Regions from separate parts of the Danio rerio genome. Here regions 2 and 3 are each linked to region 1. Evidence: chromatin contacts called from public HiChIP or PLAC-seq and Micro-C data. All regions are on one chromosome and are shown on one strand. The core of a region is the stretch at or near the end of the contact, and the rest is flanking DNA. Distances in the headings are between cores, read along the strand shown.

The links. Hi-C and Micro-C count contacts between places; a contact is called where the count stands out from the background. HiChIP or PLAC-seq counts read pairs in DNA pulled down with a chosen protein or histone mark.
Region 2: a Micro-C map of caudal fin shows a contact between it and region 1, with 4 times the contacts expected there. The contact joins the promoter of syt19 here to the promoter of ttc23 in region 1. A contact is called at or near these places in 3 of 18 Hi-C or Micro-C datasets (caudal fin, embryo and an unstated tissue).
Region 3: a contact with region 1 is called in an H3K4me3 HiChIP or PLAC-seq map of gastrula embryo, with 2.9 times the contacts expected there. The contact joins the promoter of kmt5b here to the promoter of ttc23 in region 1. A contact is called at or near these places in 2 of 4 datasets of contacts at active chromatin or transcription factors (embryo and gastrula embryo).

The regions. Positions count from the first base shown.
Region 1 is chr18:22,212,748-22,215,638 of GRCz12tu, reverse strand. ttc23 (tetratricopeptide repeat domain 23) reads right to left here and starts at 1,385. Exons shown (of 11, transcript XM_073930314.1): 1 at 1,135-1,385; 2 at 171-342. The coding sequence starts at 1,208.
Region 2 is chr18:22,557,909-22,560,799 of GRCz12tu, reverse strand. syt19 (synaptotagmin XIX) reads left to right here and starts at 1,352. Exons shown (of 7, transcript XM_073930316.1): 1 at 1,352-1,635; 2 at 1,887-2,067; 3 at 2,641-2,690. The coding sequence starts at 1,911. si:dkey-12e7.4 reads left to right here. Exons shown (of 6, transcript NM_001144042.1): 6 at 1-108.
Region 3 is chr18:22,501,215-22,504,105 of GRCz12tu, reverse strand. It overlaps kmt5b (lysine methyltransferase 5B), which reads right to left and starts at 1,392. Exons shown (of 10, transcript NM_001007337.2): 1 at 1,336-1,392; 2 at 180-477; 3 at 1-100. The coding sequence starts at 333. It also overlaps a transcript of anpeplb not described here.

The sequences.
Region 1 (2,891 bases), core at 136-2,635:
CCATGATTCTATAGAAGTATTTAAAAGAGATAGAGAGAATACATTATTGTGAACATGCCTGGTGTGATTTTTTTTATTATGATAATGTATTATTGATATGCTGTGGGACTAATATGGTTACCTAACGCATAATTTATATATTGCAGAGCACAGTATTATTCTATGCATACCTCTTCACTATCAGCAAAAGAATGAGCCCGTCTCTCACAAAGAGATAGTTTCTCTGCAGGAGTAATCATGCTGTAATTCTTTCCATCTTCTTTCTGTGAGATTATTGTTGAATCTGCTTCCTGAAGGTATTCTCCAGAACTGCCACTGCTGCTCATGTTGAAGCTGGTGAATCTGCAAAAGTTCTGAGCTAAGCAGTTTTTCAAAACATGATGAATTATACCTACAATATTAGGTGTTGAGAAACATCCCCCTTTCACTGCATGGAGTTCGGATGTAAAAAAAAAAATTAAGTACCATTTGATTTTTTTCTTCTAAAATGCATATTTCCAATAGCGGTAAAGTTAAAGTTGATTTTATATTCACATATTCATTCATTTAGAAGTCTCTATACTGTTTACCATGTTACTTTGAATATTCGATTGGAATTAGCATGCAAGTGTGACTTGAAAACAACATTAACACTGTTTGTTTGACTGTGAACAATGTTGTACTTTGATAGTCATTGGCGGGTAATATGATTTCACTGTTTAGAGTTTGCAAATAATACTTTTATAAATTTTTATTATTAAGGGGAAAGTCTGAATGTGCGAATATAAAACCAACTTTACCTCTATATATTACCACAGCCTCTCATGTTTCTGTAAACCTAATTCACTTTTTAAAGATAATAAAAAATCTATTCTCTGCTATTAAAGTGAAATCACAAAACCTACATACAGAAAACTAAAAGAAAAAGTGTGTTTTAGAAGACAATTTCAGATGGCACTTCTGCATCTGAATGAGAAATTGGTCAGAGTAGGAGTTGAGCTGAGAGCTGAGGAGTCCCTAACAATCTCATTCTGACCCCTCATTTTGTTTTCCCACAGACCAAATAATGTCAAACTGGTTTTAAACGACTAGAAAGAGAAAATAATAAGAGAATGTTCCGTTTTTGACTGAACTATTAGAAAAATGAATACATACGATTCATCCAGCGCAGTGACTGAGCAGTCCTGCTGTGATGCGCCAAACGGTCCGCTGTGCGGTGCCAGGCTCATTTTAATGGCGAAGGCAAATGACACTGAGCAGTCAAATTACAGTACAAGCCGGCTTTTGATTGATGGTAAGAATGATTTCTCTTTTATATTGCTCTTCAAAGACTGCAACGATCTTTTCAGGCACACTGGAAGTCAGAGCTGTGCCTGTGCAACCGAGAAACGACTATCACGAAACCCAAACAAACGCTGTGATTGGCTGATTCCTACACATGGGCGGGTCATGTGACTCTCAAGTCACTACATTGATAAATAATAATTGAGCATTTTAACGCCATAATGCTTCTGTTCTTACATACATCTGAACCTTTATATTTTTAGCAGTAAATTTCTTCAGAAGTATTTTAAATCTTTCCAATAATGTACATGTTGGAAATTGCTCATTTATAATTGAATATTTAAAATGTAGTACCTCGTAAAAATAGTAATAATTTATGATTATCTAATTCAATATCTTATGCGTTTATCAAATTTTTAACATTTACAATAATACTGCATTTATAGAAAAAAGGTCCCATTTAAGTAGCCTACTAAATATTAAGTGTCCTATAGTCTTTGTTAATTCATTCATTAATTTTCTTTTCGGCTTAGTCCCTTTATTAATCAGGGGTCGCCACAGCGGAATGGACTGCCAACTTATCCAGCATATGTTTAACACAGAGGATGCCTTTCGAGCTGCAACACAGTACTGGGAAACATTCATACACTCTCATTCACACACATACACTATGGACAATTTAGCTTACCTAATTCAAAGCCACCACACCGCTCAGCGTCTTTGTTAATAGTTTTTAGTAAAATTGCTAAATTGTTAACCGAGGGAGTGCTAACCTGAAGGACTTTATTAGGTTACCTATAGTTAGGTTATCCATTTATATTTATGGCAGAAAGAAAAACCGTTTATGCATGTTGACAGCAGAGTTTATTATAAATACTTTAAATTATACATAAATAAATTACAGACAATATTGTATATAGTGATATACCTGTTCATACATTTTTCAATTTTGTAAAATATTTTTATTCTCTATTTACTACTTTCTTTCTTAATGCCTTTATTATCTGTGATTTTTTTTGTCCAGTACTCTCATTCTGTTGAACTATGGAAACAGAATACATGAATACAAGTTGCTTGTATGTGTAAACATCCCAATACAGCTCTTTCTGATTCTGATAATAAATTGGATTTCAATGGGATTGTGTAGCCTATAAATAAACTAAAACCCCATTGCTGAGTATATGTATTGCAAATGGCCATCTATTTTGAAAAAAACATGAACCACATTATCATAAGCCCACATTGTGGGTAGCTGACATGCAGTGCATTATGAACAGGTCTTATATAGCCTGCAAAACAACAAAGGTATCCAATTACAACCTTGAGCATTCAGTCGTCTTGAGGGTTTAATACCACTTAAAAAATATTTAAGACTGAAACATTTAAGGACAGTGAGCAATTCATTTAAGATATTACAGTTTTTCCCAGTGGCTTTTGTGCATTTCTCACAACACTATTTACATTTGCACAACAGTTAATGCATTTCTCAAAACAATTAGTCATTTGTGCACATCATAGTAGCATAGTAGTTTCATAGTAGTTTCTCATTATTTTCAACAAATTGCAGATGCATTTGGACATGCATTAATTGCTTATACAACTCTCTGCTATTTTATAAAATCATCATT
Region 2 (2,891 bases), core at 103-2,602, 350 kb before region 1:
TATTTGTATTAATAGTCACAAGCTGTCTCAAAAATAAAGTACTTATTTTTTTCATAGTTTTGTAATGCTTAAAGTGCAAGCTTTTCGAATTAAAGGTTGTATTGAGGTTAAATGTGTTTTCTTTCTGATCATTTATTGTTAAAATGTATTATATCCTAAACCATTTTGAATGTTATATTCATTATGTAACTGATAAAAGTCATCACCTTTTCAAGTTTTAGGAACAACAAATAACTTGACTTGTAGTTGATCATTTGGTGTTAGAAGTGGCTTATATGAAAGACAAAGGTCTCAAATCATGCCTATTTTACCAAAATAAAATATGATCATGACCTGATTTAATTATCAAATTAGGACAGCAAGGTCTGACTTTGCTTGGACAAAGGTCTTGTTACTTAACAGAAATAATGTTCTGTATAGAATATAAAGTCATGGTGCAGTGGGAAAATAATTAATATTGTGTATGACTCCCATGAGCTTGGATGACTGCATCCATGCATCTCTGCAATGACTCACATAACTTATTAATAAAGTCATCTGGAATGGCAAAGAAAGCATTCTTGCAGGACTCCCAGTGTTCATCAAGATTCTTTGGATTCATCTTCAATACCTCCTCCATCATCTTCCGCCTACATGCTCAATAATGTTCATTCTGGTGACTGGGCTGGCCAATCCTGGAGCACCTTGACCTTCTTTGCTTTCAGGAACTTCGATGTTGAAGCTGAAGTATGAGAAGGAGCGCTATCCTGCTGAAGAATTTGCCTTTTCCTGTAGTTTTGAGCAGCACAAATTTCTTGATACCTCAGGCTGTTGATGTTGCCATCCACTCTGCAGATCTATCACATGCCCCCATACTCAATGTAACCCCAAACCATGATTTTTCCTTCACTAAACTTGACTGATTTCTATGAGAATCTTGGGCTCATGCTGGTTCCAACAGGTCTTCTGCAGTATTTGTAATGATTGGGATGCAGTTCAACAGATGATTCATCTGAAAAACAAAATCAACCTTCTGCCACTTTTCCAAATGATCCAACTAGAAGTTATTATTTGTTGCTCTTACAACTGGGATCAATGGCAAGACTTTTGTTAGGTAGTGTATGTCTCATTTTTAATATTATATTTCTCATTGCATAGTGCAGTTGTGTCAGTTGCACTATTATAAATTATTCCATCATAAGAAATAAACTAATTATCTACAGTTTTTCAATAAAACAGTTCATGACATTCCTATGCATATAATTTTTTAAAGAGGAAAATGAAGGTTCTCCCATCTCCCATACTGACACTCAAACTATTTTTCATGAGCAAATATCTAATCTTTCAAGCTCTGGCTATTTGGCTACAAGTCAGTGATACACTGGACATTCGATTTGCATAGTGGAGTAGTAGAAAGCCAACAGTTCTACATATGCCATTGAAACACATCTTGTATTAGTTAAAGGTTCCTGAAGGCAGTGAAGATCAAGCATGTTTAATAAGAGCTGAATGAACAAGTGATCCAACAGGTTTGCCATTTGTGTTTGCTGATCATTTGTCAGGTGATCACTGTCAACTATGTAGGAATATGGATATGCTCCCGTCATAGTTTATTTACAAAATGGAACTAAAGGTGGAAAACTAAAGCTTGAAAAGGTAGGGCTTTCAACTTAGTGTTTTTAATTGTGATTTCCTTTTTAAAATTGATGTTTATTAAAGCCTTAAGCTACAAAGATATGTCTTTCTTGGAAAGTGTCGTAACTAGTTCTCAAGATACTAAATGTAGTGTGTTTTTAAAAATTATGCAACGTGCATTATACATAGTATACATTAATGTACATTTATTCAGATTTTCTGTACATATGAATAACGGATATCAGGAATACCTTTATGTCATTCATTTCCAGGGTTGTACATGGCAGAACGACAATATGGTGTTTATGGCTTTGAGTCTTCGACTGCTATTCTCTGAGCAAGTTGAGTATAGTATCTTGGCCATATCAGCTGTGGTTTTCCTTGCAGCCCTTGGCTTTTTGATATGGCAAATTTACCGCTACTGTACACAGTTTCGCGTTTTGCAAAGAGCTGGTAAGTTTTCTTGCAAATTAACTGACTGATTAGTATATATTACTATGAACAGCTGCTGTTTGAAATAATCCTTTTAAAATATGTGCCTTAAATATGCAGTATTGTATAGGAAGTTTGATATTATTTATGATATCCCTAACAATTAAATGTCAGTAAAATGGTTTTATTGTTTTGGAAAGCAATTCAAATTTGAAATAAAAATGGATAATAAGTAATCAAATGTACATTTAAATTATTTATAATGTATAATCACAATAATAATATTATTTGTAAATAATATTTTTAATATTCCTCTTAACTTTCTATTTAAAGAATTTTAAAAAATGATAATGATAATAAACATGTTTCTTTTAGAACCAAATCGGCATATTAAAAAGTTTTCTGAATAATCATGTGACACTAAAGTTTGCAGTAAAGATGCTGACAATTAATTTACATGTTTATTTAATTAAATAACTTCCTTTTCAATGTTATATGAATTAAACAATGAGATTGTTTAGCAGCAAAGCTAATAGGGTTTATGCAAAATACCTATCAAGATCTATTTGATTCCTGTGAATGTTTTATTAACAGATGGCCAGCCAGCTAAAAGAGGAGGTTTTCAGAATGGTAAACAAGCTATGGTAAGAATAATTTGCATAAGCCATCATAATCGTCATTACCTGGAATGCACCTAATATGTGCTGTGTTTACTTCCGTATTTACTGCTTGCTCTAACCAAGATCAAACAACATAGATGAAAAACACGTTTCACAGATGGTTAGCTTAGGTTGCCAAACAGTATGTCTGTATTTCAAAGCATCCAATAAAAGAAAAATGACACC
Region 3 (2,891 bases), core at 143-2,642, 290 kb before region 1:
AGACTGGTGCTCAGATCATCATACTCGCACAACTCCTTGGCAGTCATTCCCGATGAAGGAACATGACGCCTTTCTGCCTCCGGGGGCGCCCCACCACAACCTGTTTGAACATTTGACATGAATAACTAATAGAAAAACTAACTACTGGTAAAATACAATAAATTGTTTTATGAACTTACGTCGACTGCATCTTCTGACACTCGGGGAGCCTTTGTTCTGGCGAAGATGGGATCTCTGTGTGTTTTGCAGCCTGGATTTGCTTACGGGCTGATTACTGGAGAACTTTCTGCCATGTCTCCTGCCATTCAGCACCATGTTCTTGGATTCTCCCATCTACTTCATACCAGCTGGCGGTATGGAGAAGGCGCATTGAGCTTCTGTGTGCTTGTGAGAAACCATTCAACAAGACAGCGACAGGTACAATGGGAATAAGGTCAGATCTGTCGTCTTTAATTGTTTCTTTAGATTTGACTTCACCTGTTCAAAAAAAAAAAAACGTTGTTTAATGTACTTTTGATATGATTATATTGCCAATAATACTTCAACAACTTCAACACAAACAGTACAGGTTCATTTCATTACCAGCATGCCATGAACTATGAATTCACTTCAAATGTTTGAGATGATTACTTTTAAATTATTCTTAGGTGCATAGCGCCACCACGTGGCTACTTTTGGAAATAAGATAAGCTGCCCGGTTTTACCCACAAACGTAGAAATTTCAATCGACATGGTGTTGGAAATGACGTCTCGAATAAACCAACATTTTCTAAAATTGATAGTATGCACAAATATCACTGATTTGTTACATTAATGCACTTCCCCGTAGTGGCTTAAACACTCCCATATTAGCGACGGTGCATTTAAATCCCCACACAAACCACATTAACACGCGGATTTAGGGTTACACATCAAATTATAGCTTTACTTAAACTGTAAGCAACGTTGATGTTTTAAAGTGCGAATCAACGAGTTATGTTGCGTTCCATAAGGCTAACACCCTAAATTAGCAGTAAAAAGCACTTGATATATGCTAACTAGCTTAGCATCGAGCTAACAAAACAATGAGACTTGCCGAACCGGCAGAACATCGATTTCTAAAACAGAGTTCTAGGTAAATGTTCCAGCATCATAATAACTATTATAAGAGCATGTTGGTGCAGGATAAGTATTATTTCTACGCACATTTTTATAGATACTGACATTAACCGAAAATAAAGAAGCATCACACCGGGCCTAATGTGCGGCTAACTGCGATTGCTAGGCGACACCCGGAACAGCCCTGTGCAAGAGTGAAGTCGGATACTGAATCGACGATCTAGCTTAAATACTCACGTTTTTCCTTCTGGCTCAAGCCTTATCCATCATCAAAGTCCAATGCAATTCCAAAAATGTCACATTGCCGGAAAACTGTTCGAAAATATTACATTAAAATTCAAGATGGCGGCCGTTTCCAGATCAACAGAGACGACAGGACAACCGAGCCGCCTCGGAAAGAAATAGACCCAAAATGTTTGAATTATAGGCCGTACTTTGACGCTCAATCCATCTTTTTAACTCCCAAACTGTCCGTATAATACCGTCGCGCAAAGAAAAGGCGGCTGGATGGTGATCGAGCGCTATAAACGCCTCGACAAACTCTAATGTATACAAAGACAGCGTTGTTGTTGTACCCCTTTAAATGTGCACTTGCGGCTCAGTGCGCTTGTGTTTCCGTAGAGCAGCAACAGCATCCCACCGCACCATCGCCTCGCACAAATTCACTCATTTTCTGCTTTAGCTTTAATGTGGTATTATATTATATTATATTATATTATATTATATTATATTATATTATATTATATTATATTATATTATATTATATTATATTATACAAGAGTTATCTTATCTTTTGCTTTGAGTTGTAACGTTACATTATATGTAAACATATATGCATACTAATATTTTTTGAGTTTTATGCAAATACTAACAACTATTTAGTAATTGAATATATATTTAATAAAGTCTATTGTGGCAATAAAGTCTGTTGCTGTAAAATATGTTTTCACATACATTGAACAATGAAAATGATCTTTAGACATTGATTTTTCAACATAATCTTGACCGATTTTAGTATTATTGTCACTAAAGAATGGTAAAGAAAATTTACAAGACAAAATAAACAAACATAAAAACTCAACAAGCAAAACCAAAGCTAAAATACATTTAAGCATACACAGCCATGTCTGAATATATAATACATTAAAGAGTTTGTTCACTTAAATATAAAGAAATGTTGTTAATCTAATCACTCACATACTATACAAGATATCCTTATTTCTTCATTAGAATAGTAAATACGATTTTAAGCTGAAAGTGTGGTCCTTTCTCATTCATAAAATGAAAGTCTAATTAAACTTTGAGAATTTAAGAAAGAAAGAAAGAAAGAAAGAAAGTGACTCATGCAATACGCTGAAGTCTTGTGAAGTGAAGCAGTATTTCTGTGCAAGAAACAAAACATTATTTACAACATTATTACTTTTCATCCATGGTCATGGAAAACAATCCTGGGGGTATTTACAACTATCTGGAGCATGAGCTTGCTGATGCAGACGGATCTATGTGTGGAGACAAACATGTGAGCTGGCAGCTTTAGATTTTTTTATGGTTGCAGCAACCCATGAGTTTGAGATCATCCATCATTATGTGACAAGAAGCAAAATCCAGACTCTAGGATGTTGTAAATACTGTTACAAATAACTTTTTCTTGACTGAGCCTTTCACTTTAGAAAACCTAAAAGTTTTATCGGGAGCAGTTATGCTACCTTTATTGGTTTTTCTGAATCTGTAACTGTTGGGAGCTGTTGATGACATTTATATTAGAATAAAAAAGTAATAAGAAACGAGATATC